Linked DNA regions of Rattus norvegicus: region 2 is linked to region 1. A link is a contact called in public Hi-C data. All regions are on one chromosome and are shown on one strand. Each heading gives the region's core, a stretch centred on a gene start, on an enhancer-like site or on the middle of the called end of the contact. The rest is flanking DNA. Distances are from core to core; before and after follow the strand shown.

Evidence for each region. Hi-C and Micro-C count contacts between places; a contact is called where the count stands out from the background.
Region 2: a contact with region 1 is called in a Hi-C map of frontal cortex, with 1.5 times the contacts expected there. The contact joins the enhancer-like site here to the promoter of Cald1 in region 1. A contact is called at or near these places in 3 of 12 Hi-C or Micro-C datasets (the A7r5 cell line, Schwann cells and frontal cortex).

What each region holds. Positions count from the first base shown.
Region 1 is chr4:64,231,984-64,234,557 of GRCr8, reverse strand. Cald1 (caldesmon 1) reads right to left here and starts at 1,302. Exons shown (of 13, transcript NM_001398578.1): 1 at 1,183-1,302.
Region 2 is chr4:64,276,785-64,279,358 of GRCr8, reverse strand. All of the region lies in intron 1 of Cald1 (caldesmon 1), which reads right to left. Among named protein-coding and RNA genes, the nearest start is that of Cald1, 45 kb to the right of the region's middle. Within about 2 kb of position 1,283, at least 9 of the 93 cell types and tissues checked have an H3K27ac peak or open chromatin away from gene starts, as enhancers often do.

The DNA of each region.
Region 1 (2,574 bases), core at 53-2,552:
TACTATGAGCTTTACTTTTGAAATGATCAGACTTCTGCAGGGCACCTTGTCTTCAGTAAGTTCTGGCCACGCATGTCTGGTTTTTGCCTAACGCTAAGGGACTGTGCTGCTTCCGTTTACAGCTCCGTGGACAGAGCCTCGTTACCAGCAGGGATCCGGGAATACCAAACACTTTGTGTTCTACTTTTCTGACCATGTATTGCCACAGCACTGCAACTCCCCCGCCCTTTACAATCAGCTCTTTCTAAAAGGCATTACCGACTACTACCAACTTGCACTACTGTTTGAGATGCCCAAATAGGTCTGTCTGTGGAAAGAAAAGTTCCTTTCCTTCCTTTCCAGAACATTCCTTCGGCTCCTATCTCTTCAGACTCCCATGGGCACACTTTCCAAAAGAAATGAAGATTTCTCAAGAAATATTTTTGCTAGGCAGTTAACCACGATTTCTACATACACACCCACTCACGCACACATTCTCTTGCTACTCAGCTTTATAGAAAACAGACGCGGTAGGCACCCTTCTGTCTCAGCAAATAGCAGATGACTGGCATTAGCTGAGTTGGTGCTAGTGTTGGAACTCTGACCTTATTTCTTTACATCTCTGAAAACCCACTTCTAAAATCCTGGTGGCAGAGTAAAAGGAACCCATTACTTAGGTTAAAATTAGCTTAAAGCAAAAAAAACAAAAAAAAAAAACAAAAAAAAAAAAACACAACAAAACATTCTTTGTCTTAACGTAAAAGCTATTGCTGTTGCTTTTTTTATTATTATTAAAATCTGAATCCTATTTAAATGTCTGCTGACAGAAGATGGGAAAGAAACCGCTAAAGGGACAGATCAGCAAGAGCCCACGCACTGACGCTGGCCTCAGGATACCAGGTACAGTCCACATCCCCCTTAGAAACAAAAGCGCATCCCAGGCAAAGGCGCCCGTCCTCCCTGACCCTGTCACTATGGGCTCCTTCCTTGTGCACCAACTCTAGAAACAAAGCTTGAAGTCTCATCACGTTGACCTTCTGGGAACAGGTCGGGAAGTCCAGGCTGGCTTTGGGAATTTACACGGTCCGTTGCCTGCCTCGAAAGATTTTTGCACATCCAGCAACCTTAGCCAGGAATGTTGCCGGAAACCTGTCGAGCAGCTCCAGCTTCCCTGAAGGCGGAGAAAGAAAGGTTGTGTCTTACCTCTGGGGCTGCAGCTTCTTCCCGAGGAGAAGGACGTCCCGCTGTTTGAAAGCAAGGATTCCTTTAAGCAACCCAGCAAGAGAGCAAGCAGGCAGGCAGGCAGGCAGCCTAACGCACACTGCTCTCTATTCAATAAAACTGCAGACCGCCCTTCCTTGGCCCCTCCCAGAAGTCCATGCTAAGTGAACACATACCCCCTATGTTTACAGTCAGCAGGCGGTGGTATGCATTGTCCTGTAGTTTTTCTAATAGGCAGCCAATGACGACACCCTCGCCAAGGTGATGCTGTCTGCCCGTGCAGATGCCTGTCATTCCCTAGGCATGCTCAGGATATCACTCATCAGAAAAACCAAGTCCTAAAAAGCTTGAAACTTCGAGCAGGCTGCCAAAACCAGCCGGCTCCATGCCCTTTTTTGGTTATCCTAAGCAGGGCCTCCTGGAAGCGGATCCATTGTCAGGAACAATCATAAGAAACGTTAATCTTGGAGAAAGAGGCTGTCTTGTAGAACACAAATAGAGCTTTAAAAAGAAAGTACAGTTCACCACGAAACAGTAAGTGGACAGTTAGACATGCTTATGGAAGTGAGGATGGGGGTGAGAGGGAGACATTTTAGTTGAAGAAGCCTTAATAGTGTATTTCTTTTCAAAGCAGTTTCATTACAAAATAAATGTAAATCATTTGCACACGTTTAAAAACCTGAAGTGGATAAGAAGCAGGTCTGTTGCGCAGGTTAAGTTCTAACCTAGAATATGTCTATGTATGTTACCCAAACAACTGACAAAAATTATAAATAAAATGTATCCGTCTTTTTTTTTTTTTTTAGCAGATAGTGTTGGCCAGAAAAGAAAGGGGAAGCCGGAAGCTAGCATATCAGCTCCTTAACTTTAGAGAGCTTTATTGATGTTCCCCACCAACACCCGTCCTCCTTTCTCTTCTCTGTCTTGGCAATGGGGAGATTGTACCAGAAATAGCTAAAATCGAGTGTGTGGAGAGGGACATGGAGAGACCCCATATCTGCTTTGGGTCAGGTGTAGACAGACACATTTGCCCTTACAGGTGACAATTCTAGAAAATTCTAGAAAGCCTGCGCTAGGGGGAGAGTGAGCACCAAAAGACGCTGAGTTACAATGCAGGTCACTGGCCCACACATGCATCCAATTGTGGTCTTGTATTTTTTGGAATTCATTCAGTCGGTACTTAGCTTTTGTTAGAAAAAAAAATGGAATACTTACTGTTTGTCAGGCCTGGAGCTTAGCACAAAATCCATGTTTCATTACTGATACTGTCTCATCGCTGACCAGAAAATTTTAAGTATTTTCCCTGGCTAATTACAAGTCCAAAAGCTTAATCAACACATACAGTGTGACTGAGAAAAGCCTTTATTAATGAAG
Region 2 (2,574 bases), core at 34-2,533, 45 kb before region 1:
ATTGCTTTTCTCATTCTTGTGACAAACATAGAATGTTAAAGAGGGAGGATGCATTGAGGGGTTTGAGGGGGACATATCTCAGCAGGCGGGGAAGGGCTCATGGGGAACCTTAGCCGGTGGTGATCACAACTGTCACTTCTCACCTTTTGAGTAGATCAGGAAACAGAGGTATGGAATGATGGCTGGGCTAATACTCCTCAAGGGTGCCCCTAGTGATCTATATCTAATCACTAGGCCTTCCATTCCAAAACCTCCGCCACCTCCCAGTTACTCAGACACACAAGCCTGTAGGAAAACCATAAAAGTATATATGACTTTTTCCCCCGTGAGACCAAGAGCTCTTAAGGTGTGTGTTTATATTACTTGTTATTGATTCTTCATCGTTCTAGAAATGTCGGCCATAGAGTAACATCATACTAGTCATTCAACAAATGCTCGCGCATGGAATGAACGAACAGCCACTGTCCAATTATTTCAAAAGACTTTCCGATAAGAAGACAATGGGGGGACCTCATGGATTGATCATCTATTTGCAAACAAGTTATTCATTAAGATCCTGGCACTTGCTAAGTCATCAACACATGGTATAGACGGATGAATATTTATTAGCTGTCAGAGCAGAATGCGGAAAGACTGATAGGCAGCTGGGGGGAAACCTGAAAGCTATTTTCTCTGCTGTTACAACTTGTAGCTTGGATGGGAGGCATGTCAACAAGCTTTCATTAAAATTGTTGAAATCCTGCATTATCTCCTTTGATTCTCAGAAGAACCCAACAAGAGAGATGGCGTATCATCCCTGTTTGACAGATAATGAGATTGGCTGCTGGGTCCAGGATTGCTCAGAATGTCTTGAATGTAGAGCTCACAGACCGGTTTCCTAACCCTGGAGACTAGGTAAATCTAGACAATCTTAAACTTAGTGGATGTGATCTCGGTCTGGTTTCCTTTTATCTGTACTAGGTTTGGCTGAGCTTCTATTTCACTGTTCCCTCCTTTCCATAAGAAACAAATATATCCACATTTCTCCAGGCCTTTCATTCTAAAAAAATCGGACACCACTCCCAGCTGCTATGCCTAATTCTCTCTTCACATCAGAGAGTTTTCATTGCCAGCCACATTTCAAAATCTGCTCTGAGCCACATTTGTCTCCATTCCTTCTCAACCAGTTAAAAAAAGAAAAAAAGAAAAAAGTTCTAAAAAAAAAATCAGAAGTCCTACTCATACATCAGCCATGATGCTGGCTTAGGTCCATATAACCTAATATGGCTAAGAAAATGTTTGACTGGAACAGAGTGAAGATTGCCAAACTTAACAACTTTTGTGCAAGAAAAGTGCCACCCAGCACTCTGTTTAGATGTGATGTGATTTCAGTTCGCACACAGCCCTTCTCCCTTCGCAGGAGCAAAGGCATAACGGCTCTTCTACCCTGTAACAAAAACCAGACACCTGCCCCTGTGCCTGCTCATGGGCAAGGGGGATGAATAAAAGCTTTTCCAGAAAGCTTTCGGTGAGAGTCAAAGGAGCATGTTGCCCTTCTTGGGTTATAAAAACCAAGGGACTGGAGGTTGCCCAGCTCGCTTAGGTGGGAGGGTCCTCTGAGTTTATGTAAAACTCAAATAGCTTTGAGCAGTAGAGCTGAAAAGTTGACACACACCCATTCAGGACCTTGGCTCCTCACAATCTAAACCATCACCTCCTTGGCTCATTGGAGTCTCTCCTTGACATCCTGATTCTTCTTACCTCTATGTTCTGGGAGATTTGAAACTCCAGCGTGTTCTGAAATATCACCCCTCTCACCACAGATACACCTGAGCATTCCCAAGCTGGAGGACACCCTCTGGGCTGCACTGGGCAAAGGCTTCTTTTTCCCATCTTGTTTGTCTTTCCTGAGTTTTCTTCTATGAGGACCATTGGCATGGTCACCTGGCTATTCAGGGCACTTTGGGAACATTAGGGTCTCCTAGTTTCAAGTTTGAATTCTGGACCTGTCACTTGCTATCTGAGAGACTAAAAGGAAGGTAGAAAAGATCTGCCTTGGATCTGGCTGTGGTGAGAGAGTGAGGGAATGGGCAGTGTGGTACCTGGCAGGAAAAGGCTCAGCCATGTCATCAAATGCTCATTTTCTGTGTCTACTCTCTTCCCAACTTGAAGGCATTCTGCACAGTGATGCCATAGTAATTTTCAAAATGAAATATGCATGGTGAACACTTTGACCTTTGGCTGGGCTGTGAGGATGGATGGCTCCGGTTACCCCACAAATCATCTTGGAAAGAAGTAAGGTAAAGAGCTAAAGCAACTAATTTTAAGCTCTGATCCAGTCTGGGCTGGGTTGCTCTGTCCCTTGATCACTGCAGGCCATCCATCAAAATCTGTCAACAGCAGTAGCTTTGGAGGGATGAAGAAAAAAAGTACTTTTCTGAGTGTAGGATAAAACTGAGACTGGGAAGAAGGTGACAGAAATTTGGATTAGAAAGTAGATGGAAGCCATGAGGCATCTCAGTACTTTCTCTTTCTCGGGGACTTAAAGACATTGAGGCGGAGGCCCTGCCACCATTTTTATTTGCACCTGAAATG